Linked DNA regions of Anser cygnoides: region 1 is linked to region 2. Evidence: chromatin contacts called from public Hi-C data. All regions are on one chromosome and are shown on one strand. Each heading gives the region's core, a stretch centred on a gene start, on an enhancer-like site or on the middle of the called end of the contact. The rest is flanking DNA. Distances are from core to core; before and after follow the strand shown. Region 1 holds the start of DUSP7 (dual specificity phosphatase 7). Region 2 has its middle 130 kb from the start of RPL29.

The links. A called contact is a pair of places that touch in the nucleus more often than the background predicts.
Region 1: a contact with region 2 is called in a Hi-C map of liver, with 2.3 times the contacts expected there. The contact joins the promoter of DUSP7 here to the enhancer-like site in region 2. A contact is called at or near these places in 2 of 7 Hi-C or Micro-C datasets (both in liver).

The regions. Positions count from the first base shown.
Region 1 is chr10:17,638,600-17,644,796 of Taihu_goose_T2T_genome, forward strand. It overlaps DUSP7 (dual specificity phosphatase 7), which reads right to left and starts at 4,897. Exons shown (of 3, transcript XM_048074605.2): 1 at 4,266-4,897; 2 at 1,760-2,188. The coding sequence starts at 4,677.
Region 2 is chr10:17,454,219-17,461,103 of Taihu_goose_T2T_genome, forward strand. No RefSeq gene overlaps it. Among named protein-coding and RNA genes, the nearest start is that of RPL29, 130 kb to the left of the region's middle. Within about 2 kb of position 1,748, at least 2 of the 3 cell types and tissues checked have open chromatin away from gene starts, as enhancers often do. A contact at or near this core is called in liver, where this site is marked.

The DNA.
Region 1 (6,197 bases), core at 3,647-6,146, 190 kb after region 2:
ATGGTAGCAGGGAGCAGGAATGCAGGCTGCACCAAAAAATTGCGAGAGAACAGCAATGAAATTTCCCCTCCCTGGCCACTGATTGAGAAGCACACACACACACTCATCGTCTCCCGCACGGCCAGAACAGCGTGATCCCTTTATGAATTGACATCTTGGTGCTGAAAGAGGGACACGCTGCTGAGCGCGCTGAACGCACGCAAGTACACGGCTCTGCTTACTTCTGGGCAGCCCTACTTGCGGGCCATCGTTTGGCTGAGAGCTTGGTGGGGAGGGAGAAGGTGGCAGGAGAAAGAGGGTCCTCGGATAAAGCCACACTGGTGAGAGACATACCGGCACCCCCAACATGGCAATGGGCAAAGAAGATGCAGGCAAAGCAAAATCTAGACCAGATCCACAACAGGTTTTCTGTCCCAGCCTCCAAAACCAGGCAAGAGCTTCCAGTGCAATGGGCGATCACCCAGCCCTCCCCTCAGTCTCTCCCCATTCAACATTCCCCCTCACACTTCTGCCTTTCATCTGACAGGGTACTGCACTGCATTTCTTGGTGTTTGGTTCTAGAGTGAGGTAATCCTCCATTTCCTGCCATTAAATGGAAAGCACAAGTACAGCATTCACAGGGACACCTCCTGACCAGAGTGGACAGGCCCCAGCAGGGACCCCCTATCTCACTCATGAGGTTTAGCAGCACGCTCCGTGCAGGAGGTGCAGACAGGTCCCTGCTGCCTCACCGCAGCAGCAGGTCCTGACCAGAATCAAGTTATCAGGCACTGCTCTGCCCCACTTCAGCCCTTACAGCATGGCCAGTGAGCGCATGCAGCGGGATACGACACCGGGGACATCAAAGTAACACCGAATCTGTCAGCAGAGCCTTCAGACTGAAGGCAAAGGTCCCCGTCACCCTTGCCAACATCAATGCATCTTCAACCAGATACAAAGCCATGGAGCTTTTAATAGTTACAGTATTAACGACTACCTGTGCCATTCACTCCCCAAATCAGAATGGATCAGGCTGACTGTCACCAACAGACAATGCAGCTCACAGGGGAAGCGTACATCTCTATTCAGCCCGACAGATGCTTCCACCAGAAAATGAAGCAATTTTCCAAGTTAATGCTAGCCTCAGAGAGGGCATCTGCCCCTGCACCCCCCTCCATGACCAGCCCAAGCTGTCTCGGGGGCTGTCTGCACAGCAGTTTTTCCAGCTGAGCTCTGCAGTGTAATTATAATCACTAACTCATTGTGTTGACACTTACCTTAGGAGAAGTACCCATACAAGGAGTTAGTTATGCTAGGGAGACTTACAGCAGGATCACAACTAGACTAGCAAATCCCCTGAGGAAAACAACCCCCCAGAGTTTTAACCACGCTCAGGGCTAAGGAATCTCTGGCACCAGTCACGTTAACACGGCCCCCACTGGCGCCCACCCCTCCCGTCAGAGCAGGCACCCAGAGCTCCCCACCACCTTGGCTCAGCCATCTCACACCGCTGCAAATCCCCATACAAGGGCACGAGGCAGCAGGGCCGGTGTTTCTGTCACCACTTGCAGGTAACGTGGCTGAGGTGCTGTGTGAGGGCCCAGTTTCAGAAGGGGAGGACTCCCCAAACCCAGCCTCTGCAGCGTACTGCCTGGCTGCTCAGCTAACACCGATGCCACAGCCCCAAGAGGTGAGGCCAGAGACCAGCGACAGCCCTGGGAAGCTGTTTGCCACATTCCCGAACAGTGACTACAAAAAAAAAATTCTGCCAACTACCTACCAATAAAAGCAATGGCCTCGGGAAAGAACTGCGAGAGGTTCTGGCTCCAGTGATCTGAGATGGGGATCTGCTTGTACTTGAACTCTCCATCGTGCTCAAACATGTTTGGCAGGTTGGGAGTCACATTCAGGATGTACTTAATGCCATATTTGCCTAGGACATCCAAGTTGGTTGAATCTTTGGCGCAGCCCAGGTACAGGTAAGGTAGGATCTGGACTGGAAAGGCAGGCTGATTGTTGGGGATGGGACTCCCGTCCGACTCCGTGGCACTGCTGGGTTCTCTGTCGGATTCACCATCTGAGCAGTCAGAGCTTATCCGCAGCCCTCCCAGGCCAAGGACAGACGCTGGGGGAGAGTTGTTGGGTGAGGAGCTGTCAAGGTTCGTCTCACAGTGCTCCGAATACTCAGTCTGAAACTTGTTAAATCCACCTGGGAAGGGGGAACGGAGAAAGGGAAGGAGAGGGGCAGAGAGAGAAAGATGTTTTAGCCTTCAACATGGGACATCCTTCTATCTGAACACACACACACGTTATTTACTTAGTCTCTGCCAGCAATTGGCTGCTATGCCTCCAACTACCCGAAAAGCAACCCGAGAAAGCCATCTCCCTGCTCCTTCGCCTTCCCCAGCAGCCTGTTACTGGGCAAACGGGTCCCAAGCAAAGAAAGTTCCTTACTAAGTTTAATAAATACAGGCCAAATCTCAACTGCATCAAAAGAAACAAACATCCAAAAATAAAATAAATGGCAAGAGACAATCTCGCCTCATTTAGCTTCTTGGCACACGGGGCTAGGGCAGTTTAGGCAAGAGCTATTATGCCACCTAGGCAGAAAAGCACAAAAGTATCCATGTCTGAAGAGATAAACCAAGAACAACAAGCAAAGGCCCAGCTCAGACACTAAAACCCCATAAAATAATTCACCTTCTAGCAGGGAAAAAGGCCATAAGTTTTGCCAAAGAGCCATTCTCACACCTAATTTATCACTGCGAACGTGCTTTGTGACAGGGCAGCTCCACGGGTTCGTTCTTCACCCAAACCAAAGCTGGCTTGAGGAGGGATGGGACCCCTCATGTACCCTAAGTACTCACTCCCCTCCAGCTCCTCAGCTCGACATCTTGGGAAGGAAGGCAGAGAGAGCAGCAAAAACCCCACCAATCTGCCTCCTTCCAGGCAACATTAAACCAGCATCCAGCCATCAGTATCTGACACTGACAAATGGTTTAATTAGAAAGGCCTCCTGGAAACTTTGTTAGTGGGTTCGGTGGTTGTGGCGGGGTCACCGAGCAGGACAGATAGCTCCTGCCACATCCATTCATGAAAAAAGGCTTGTCCTCCTCCTCCTCCTCCCTCCCGCGCAGCCAGACAGCGCCGAGGAGCCATTTTGGAATTTTAATTGGAAACATTTCCCACCAAGGCTCCCGGAAAGAGGCAGAGAAAGGGGCTCACCCCCAGCCCCCCGCCCGTTAGGGACAGCTCAGAGCAACTTCAAAGCTGCTCCCTCCTCTCCAGGAGGAGGAGGACGACGGGGAGAGAAACACGAAGTCAAAGCGGAGGAGCAGCAGGGCTCGTTGGGAAGCTCGAAGCCAGGACGGGCTGGGGGCTTCGCCCACCAGCACCGGCAGGGAGCAGAGGGAAGGGGGGCACGGGGAAGAGGGCCAGTCCCTGTGCTCGGGGCCTGGGTCCCCCCCTCCACGTCGCTTTCCGAGGAGGCTGGTGCAGAGCAGTGCGCTCTGGGGGCTCGTCCCCAAATACCTGCCTATCTCCCTGCCTCCCCAGGCCCATACCAGGGGCTCCCCCGGCTCCCATAAAAGGGTCTATTAAGGAGCAGCAGCGTTTTTAAAGGGCTGCAAGTGGCAGCTTTCGCACCCCTCCCCCGCAGGGCCGCCTCGCCTCCGCTGCTATTCCTGCCCCAACGCCGCCACCCAGCGACCGCACCGGCAGCCCGGGAAGGGGCCGGCAGCCCGGCTGCGGGCTCCGCTCAGCCCCACACGGAGGCCCGCCGGGATGTTCCGAAACGGTCCCCAGATACCCCAAAACCGCAGGAAAGGGCATGTGCGGGGGGGGGGGGGGATACGCAGGGTCCCCCCCCCCCCGGCTCCTGCATCGTCCTACGGGGGAGGTGGGGGGGGGCAGCCCCCTCCCAGACAGGCTGCTGTTTCCAAGGAAAGTGAATGGGGGGTGCGGGCGGCTTTTTTTGGGGAAGGGAAATACAAGGGACGGAGGCCCTTTCTGAAGGGGAGAGGCGTGGGGCGCCGCGGGGGCTGCAGCGACCCAGCCGGGGGCTGCTGGGGTCGGGGCAGGGGAGGCTGCGGGGAACGCAGGGGGCTGCCCCCGCCGGGCACGAAGGCTGCCGCCGCTGCCGGGGGGGGAGAAGGCAGCGGGGCGCTGGCAGCCTCCCACCATTTTGTTCCGGGGATTAAAGCCGGGGGGGATCGCTGCACCCGGCGGCGCGGGGGGGGGGTGCGGGAGCAGGGCCGGCCGGGGCTCCGGGGCGGGGGGCAGCTCACCTTTCAGGTAATAGGCTTTGCAGCCGTCGTCGCGCAGCTTCTGGAGCAGCAGCCCCAGCACGGAGGTGGCGGCGCCGCCGTCCTGCCAGTCGGCGGTGGCCTCGTCGTAGAGCAGCACGGTGTCGGCCTTGCAGCGCTTGACGAAGCGCTCCTTGTCCTCGTGGTTGGGGATGATGGAGCGGATGGGCAGGTTGCCCTTCTTCAGGCGGCGCAGCATCAGCCCGGGGATGGCCAGGTTGATGGCGGTCTCGATGTGCGAGCTCTCGAACAGCTCGTGGGGGCGGCAGTCGAGCAGCAGCAGCGACCGGCCGCCTCCCGACTCCAGCTCCTCCTGCAGCCACTCCGCGCTCTTGCACGGCATCGCCGCAGCCATGGGCGCCCGCGGGGAGCTCCCCCAGACCTGCGTTTTCATGGGGCTCGGCGGCGGCGGCGGGCGGGCGGGCGGCCAGCGAGCGAGCGAGGGCCCGGCCCCCAGCGGCCACCCCCGCCGCGGCTCCCTGGGCTGGACTGGGCTGGGCTGGGCTGGGCTGGGCTCGGCCCGGCCGTGCGCTGCGCGCTGCCTGCGGCCCGGAGCACGGCGGCCCCGCTCTGCCCTAGGCGGCGCGCCCCATCCCGGCGGCCTCCCTTAAAGCGGGGCTCTCCGCCGGCCCGCCGGGTCGTGCCGCGGGGGCGGGCCGGGGGGCGGGCCGGGGGGGGCCGGGGGCGCGGCACAGCTCGGCGCGCCCCGCCCCGCCATGGCGCGCCCGACAGGCCGCGCCCCCTCCCGCGCCGCCACGCCCCCGCCGTCCGCCGGAGCCAATGAGGGCGCGGCGGGAGGGAGGCGGGCGGCCGTATATGGGCAGGGGCGGGGCCGCCGAGCGCGGGAAGGGGCGCGGGGTCCCGCGGGCCTCGGCGGCGGGACCCAGGCCCGGGGAGGCGGCGGCGGGTCCAGGCCCCCCCCCCGGGAATCCTCCAGGCCTGCGCTCCCCAAATCCCCGCGGGCATCAGCCGCTCCCAGCCCAAGACGGACGAGCCGTGCCTTCGTGGCAACAGCTTCTTCTCACTGTAGCCCCTCGCTCTACGCCCTCCCTGAAAATACTGCCACAGAGGGTAAAGGGCCTGGGTCTGCCCCAGCAGCAGACTCCCAGGCTCAGGGACCCGGCTGGGTGTCTGCGGGGTTTTTCCCAGCCGGCTGAAAGTCAAGGCCCGGGATGTGTCTTGTGTAACGGGAAAGATGTCGTTCTGTAACACCCCCCTTCCCTGCACACGCGCACACAAACACACGTACGCAGTCTGAGTTGTAACAGGCTTTAAAGCTGCTGTTCGAATGATGCTGTGTGCCTAGGCAAAAAAATACATGCTGGATTGTATAAAGCACGCAGCCCCAGCCTGTCTCCTTTTAGCCTGGTCGTTAAGCATAACCCTAATGGGAATGCAGAACCAGCGCAGCACTTGGGAACATGCTGAACTTCGAGCACGTCGAGCATCCCGTTACAAAACCCTGTGCTTTCAGCAGGACCGTGCTCAGAGCCGTTCGTGGATTTCATTGCTATCAGCAAAATAAACGTCTGCTTCTACATTGCTTCTCTGTGACTCAAGTGTGTGCCTGAGAAAGCGGAACAGCTGAAGCTGTCCACTTCCCCTTGCCCAGTTTATTTTTACTGCTGGTTGCTGTGGGAAGCTATTGTGATTCAGCGTTGCAGTAGGAAGTTACTAACGCCACTCTTGCAGCAAAGGATGTTGAGGTTCTTATGCAAGCCACTGTGAAAATAGCTGACCTTTCAGAACATTTCTCAAAGTACCTTCGATTCCTAAGTGGAACAGCAGTGGGCTGTGCAAAGAAGGCACATCTGGGTCTAAAGCCCTTGGTGTACTGAGCATGCTCAGCCTACTGGGGGTACGCTCAGTGCCAGGAATTTTAGGGGGGCTCCTGGGCTCCCCTTTGGGAGGCAG
Region 2 (6,885 bases), core at 498-2,997:
ATTTGGGATCAGGTCGTAGGCAGCTGGAATGTATCATCAGTTTTGAGTACCACGGACATGCTTGGATGTTTGCCTTCGCATCATTTTCCTAGCACAAACAGCCTTGCCTTCCACAATGTAAATGAAAACACTACATGGCAAAGTCAGAAACCCAATGTAAAGTCGAGATCATGATATTAGGATTTTTATTTTGTGTTTTAATGGGAAAACTCCTCAAAGCACCTAACTGATCATAGTCTCTCTATCCCCCAGAAACAACCTTGTTCTTATAAATCCTTACTTCTGGTAAGGAAATATCCAGGAAAAATAAAAAATATGGGTACTCAGCACCTGGACCTTCATCATCCATTTTCAAGCCTCCACGCTCCTTCAGAAGACAGCACTGATATGACCAACAGCAAGAACAGGTATTATAACATAAGAAAATCCCCACGGTTCCCCTCCAGCATGAAGACATCCGTCAGAAGGAAAGCTATTTTTGATCTGACAAGCAGTCAGGAGTAGAGCAGGACTGTTACATAAAGCGTCAGTGGGAGTAAACAGGAACGTTACTTATGGCCAGAAACGCTCCATCTCAGAGGACCTTCACTGTATCACACAGACTCTGGGATTCCTCAGAGAGATGAAATACATAGACCAGCTCCTTGGCAAGTATTCAAGACTCCATACCACATACCTGCCCTTCCTCCTGCACATATTTTCTGTTGAGGAGTGCTTCTGCCAGGGCTGTCTCCTTCCATGGAATTTGTGCTTAGCACACGAGAGTCTTCTCTGTCTGTAGCCAAAGGATGGACTGGCAGACATGTCTCTACTTACCAAGGAGCTCTTGGTAATAAAGATTTCTCCACTTGAGTAAATTGGCCTACTGCAATGTCACACAACCATCATGGCTGTATTCTCCTTTGGGAGCACCTTGTAACCATTTGGCATTTTTCTAACGGAACAGTGTAAGGATAAATGACCACTAGTGCTAGAGCTACGATAGGTGAAGTCTGCTTGGGCTCCCTCAGAAGCTGCGGCCTCGTCCGGCCTGACTGCAAAAGGCTCACCAAACTGCTCCAACTGCCGTCATTTTAACTCTCACCCCACAGTCGTGTACTAAATTGCACCAAGCTCTTGAGCAAGGCCCCCATCACTCCTTCATCCCCTTCCTTCTGCCTCGGCCTTGCACGAGCTCCCCTCTCCCCGTGGGACAGGTGCACACCTCCAAGCCCTCACAGCAGAGCCCTGTGGGTGAGCGGAGCAGGGAGGAGGTCAGTCACCAGCACAAGAGCTAGCCACGTGTCTAGAAGCATTCGTGAGCAGCTATCGAGCCCTCAAAGGCCAGACCTCAAAAGCCAGCTTCACTTCAGCCAGGCAGATGCAGGTCTTGAGGACCTTCACTAAGGTTACTCAAGGTACATCCTTTTGCCTCCAGCACGATCAAACACATATCTGGCCTATCGTCTGCAGTGCAAACACCACCCACGCGCTTCCAGCACTGACAAATATATTCTTCCATCATTGCTCAATCACTATTTGCTCAGTTTAACTCTGTATTATAATAGCATTTAAAGACAGAGCCAGCCTTCAAAAGCAGATGAATCTGAAATTAACAACAGAGGCATTTTCAGCTCTGAGGTCTGGATGAGAGCACAAAATAACTGAACTTTGTTCCTGTGGCTTATTACATCATCCAGCCCCTCTTTGACTGAAAATATTTCTATTCCTCATTCCAGTCCATCTGTTCTTCAGAAAACTCCCTCTCACTATTTACTTGAGAAACAACTAACTAGAGGCAAAGGCGTTTTTCTTCTGAAGAAAGTATGTTCATAATTAAGCAAAAAGCATTGCATGTTTATTCTTGCTAATGTGTGCACATACACGTGTGCGTGTCTGCCTATTTTTAGTTACACTGTCAAAAGTGGTCTAATATTTCACAGCAAGGAGGTCTTCTTGACCCAGGAAACACATCATTATTTCTAATTAGGAAATTAAAAACAACACCAAAAAAAAGAATTGTCAAAAAAAGACTTCTCTGCAGGTGAGCCGTGCTGTGAGATGATGGGACTTTTCCCTGTTGTGCTTTCTTTAGCTTTAATTTACTTTTGTGTGAAAGCTGAGCCTAATGAAATTTGTCAGCCAGCAGGGAAGGAGTCTTCAGCCCTCACCTTCTTAAGTGGGTTGGAAAAGGCATTTCGGGTCTTCTCTCCAGATGAAAGAGTTTGCTCCTCTAACAGAGGTTTATCTCATCCCTGCCAGCCCGCATTGCATACAGGCTGTGTCTGCAATACACCTTTACTCACACTGGAAAGAAGCCAAGTGAAAGCAGGACAAACCCTTTTCTACTGGCGTAACCCATGCTGTTAGTAAATGGATTATTTCCACTAAAACGGGTATTCTCCTCCCAACACCATCTATAATGTTGAAGTGACACTTTCCTCTTTGTCTTCTGTTTCCTTACTATAATCACTTCTGGAAAATCACCTGGTCAGTGCCTGTAACGTGGTGGCTCTTGACCAAGTTTTTGGCCTGAGGGCACAGCTTTGGCACACCCAGCATTTGGAGAGCTTCATTTCACCATCTTCAGGAAAAACATCCACCTGCCCCACCAAGGCCATTTAGGCACAAACACTCTGACAAGATCCTAAATGACTCGGAGCTGAGCTCATTCACAACAATTACTGAAGAACCACACGTGAAGGGGTAAAAGTCCCATGCTGATGAATTCTCAGAAGCTGTCAGCTGTGGGGAAACGCACTCATCCCACTGTTTGACACGGGGAAGCCACTGGGACAAGGCTGCCCTGCTGCGGCCCTCTCCCTGGCAGGACCTGCCTCTGGGCTGGTCGGACTCACTGGGATGCACAGGCGCAGACTCAAACATTCATGACTTCCTTTGGAACAAAATCTCTTTTTCTCAAGACAGGATTGAGGCTGTGTAAGTTCAAATAGTGACACTTGATCAGGTTCTTCTTTTTGAGATGTGTCTCCAGACAAGAAATTCCACCACACGGGGCATGGTACAACAGCCCAAGCTGGCAGGGTTTCCAGGTAGGGTTGGAGGAGATCATTTATATTTTGTGTTTACTGTACCCTTGATATCTCTGTTAAGATCTTTGTCACTACCTAATTCAGTCTGATCCATTTAGTTCTGTACAGGGACCACTAGTACTTGTATTACAAGAAACTCCACTGATGCAAGTCTGTTTTGCTGTTTGTGGTGTATGGAAAATTGCCTCTTTCTAGATACAGGCTCTATTCAAGAGCTTCTGGCTTGTAATTCACATCTGGTTAAGCTTGGAACAGAGGTTTCAAAGCAACTACTAAAATGATTATGGAAAATAAGGCTATAAAGACTTGATCAGCAAACCACTGAAGGTCTGAAACACCTGAAGCCTGTGTAGACATGGCATGCAAAGAATGGGAAAGAGAGCAGGGATACAGAGAGATGAGATCACTAGATCTCATGGAACAAAGTGTTCTTGGGGTCTGATACCCCAAAGCCCCACAAATATGTAGCAAAAATAAGTTCAAACTTAAATCCTTTCTGGGAATAAAAGGAAAAAAGACTTACAATTTCATATTCTGAATGAGGCCTTGCTGAAATACCAAATAAACGAGTAAGTGCACCTTCAACCCATCATGTGCCCATTGTTTCCAGCTAGAGCTAAGAGAGCAAATCCCATCCCATCTCCTGGAGTGATGGAAGGGTACAGAAGCCAGGCTTCTGCTCAGATGTAGCTTTTCCCACATTTTGTCAGGCTGGCTGTGAAAGGGACACTTATCAGTTCACTCGGCATTTCATTAGTCAAAGCCGCAAGGATGACTTACAAGAGCCCCGTTTGACATTAAGTGCTAGTGACAACATTATCTGGTGGGATCGCTTGTCTGTGACATGCATTTGCCAAGCACAGAAAGAATACCCATGCCACTGGCTTCTAGAAAAAAAAAAAAACACAACACACACCAACCAATATGCTTCAAGTCTGCTTTCATGTAGCAAATTAAATGGGTTCATCTTGTTCCACTTTATCCACAGAGGCACAAAATGCAAGTGGCTTGCCTTTCTTCCCCTTTTGACGTGGTCAGAAGACTCCATTATGCCCAGGGAGTACATCAGGCAGATAACTACATTCAATCCATTTAGCTCCATACAGCAAAGTGGCTGTGCCTGCAACAAATTTCATTTCCCGTTCTGAATGAAACAGATCTTCCAAAGTATTATTTCAGAAAACAGAGTTTAAAGAAAGTACTTGCCTGCAATCTGTAGGCAGCACAAGTATAGGCATCAGCCTTGTTTTTTCTTTCACAGAAATTTATTGGTGCAAGAGATCTAAGAATTGGGTCTTTACATTTTCGCATCTCCTGGTAGATCTGGTTTCCAGATAAAAATATTTGCTTGCGAAAATCCTTCTCCCTTACTAATGCAGCCCACGTGAATGCTGCCCTTAGTTTTAACAGGAGTGAAGCGATCTGGTAGTCAACAAAAATGTTTTTCTACAGATACATCACGCTTGCAAAATATACTTCGTATCCTTGAGACTGAAGTCTTTCCCCCCTTCCTGATGTGTGGTATCAAAACATTAAACGGGTTTGCCTGACTTGCTTTCCTAATTCACCAAACCCCACTGGGAGGTGCCCTGCCCTGTGTAATTACCCCTCCAACTTCATGCACAGCACCGCTCCAGACTGATCGTGTAGCCCAGATCAGAGACAAGTAACGTACAGCAGGAGAGTGTTTTCTTCTTGCTTCATTTTTCTGCTTGCCTCTGGATAGTGTTACTGAGCCCTGACACTTTCAAGATCAGCCAGAAGGGGCACAACTGATTTCCTGACGTCCTGGAACCCACCCAAACTGTCCATTAGCCTTGAGTTTTGTGAACTTGTAATCAATACATCTTCCAAAAGGCTCACGGGCAACACTATTCCCTCTAAAAAGAAGTTAACTTTGGGTAAATGAAAGTGAGATTTACTACTTGAAACAGGTGGTGCACAGTAAATAACTCAGGATTTATGAACTGTCACCCATAAGACTCCACTGATCTGCAGCGATAAGGGGGCCCTGGAGCACCGGCGCAGGAACTCACCATTTAGATCGCTGTTATTTATGTGCATTGCTGTACGAGGACTGGATGCAGCTCATGTCTCCGTGATGCCAGGCGCTATCCAAACCAGGATAGCAGGTCATCAGTCACGTCACTGACAGTGGTAGTCAGTATGGACCTGGGACACGGCCCTGAGTTGGAATTCCTACCAGCATCTCCTTCTGCAACTCCCCTGCCACCTGCTTCACCTGCAGGTGATGGAAGGCATTGGTGAGCTTGTGCTGGGGCTGGTGAGGGAGCCTCGGTTCCTAGTCACAAGGCTGAGTACTTGACATAAAGATGATCATTTTACACTGTTACTGAACCCCCACCAACTATAGAAAGCCTTTAACGTTGCACTGCCAAACACGGTGGTTCTCACCCCTTGATACCTTGCCAGACCCTCACGATTCACCGTACACACCTGTTGTCTACAGTACATGGCCCAGATACGTCCCCTCATCTTGCAGCGAGGGCTAGCAGAAGCACATCATCTCGGGCTTGGCCATGGCAAAACAGAGCCCTGGGGTTTTGTGGCTTCAGAGCCCTCGGTTTGTTCAACACCTAAGAGCTTGTTTAGCATTTTCACACAACTTCCAGAAATAAATTCTTAGTAATGCTACTGAAAAATCTACCTCAAGGGACTAAGCATCGTAAGTGACCAAGCCTCACAGAGGGACTGTGCCACTACCACTCCCGGTGCCTGAAGCCCACGAAGCTGAGCCATCTGCTCCTCAGCACGCAGAACAGGGCCGACCTTCAGGAGCTCCCCGTTCTAGGAGCTGCTGGTAGCGTGTGCTGGAGGGGAAAACTTTACTTCATGCTTGTGGGTTTTTACATCACGCTCAAAAATACGTCTGCATCCCCATCTGTTTTTCACTGTAAGACATTGATTTTTTGTGGCAAGGGGGGCATTAATGTGGGGCAGAGACACCCCTATAGAACAAAAGCTGCTTAGAATTACCCAATACCATGTCATATAAAGACCGTTACCACCAATAACACAAAGATCAGTGTTGATTGCGGTCTGGTTTCTCTCTTTTTCCTTACTAGAGGCTCCAATCTTGACTCAAACATACAGATATTTACTCCCAACAATATGAAAATTGCCATGAGCAAAAGTACTTTGAGCCAGCAGTGGAAAAAAAATTTGTTTCATTTTTTTAAACCAATACCACACGAAATGGAGAAAGCAAGAGAAGCAGTGCCAGGGTGATTAGCAGCATCCCTGGGAAAAGAGCACCCTTGGCTGCACAAGCTGGTTGAAACCTTCCCTGCCGTCACACCCAACAAGGAGACCTGTCTGCATCCAGAGGTCACTCGCTACCAGTTCTGCTGCACCAGGGACAGCAACAGTGCGAATTCCAGCAAAGCTCAATTCAGACAAAAAAGAAACCCCAACAGAAATAAAATTATCAAGTTGAACTAAGGTTCTTTTCCTAGGTTGACATGTCTCAACTGACAGCCTAACTCTGCCACTGACTTTGCACAAGGAGTTATAGAAAATGCCAGAATTTCACTCATTTTCTGGATGTTATTTGTAGTAGCAGGTGATTCTTAACAGAAATATCTGGTGCTTAATTGCAAAAGCAGTTTCACAGTTAATTTGTATGAACAAACAGGTAATTTCAAACAATCTTTTAAAGCTGAAATTCAATCTCGCAGACCAAAAGTCCCAAATTTCCAGAGCTACCCAGAAGGAAACATTGAAAAGAAAAGTCTGCTCACCTCCAGAACACTGGGGCTTTCTCCATCAGCTGCAGCCAGTATTGGCCCCAGCACAGGCTCTACTTCAGGGACAGAAGAGCTGAGCACCACAC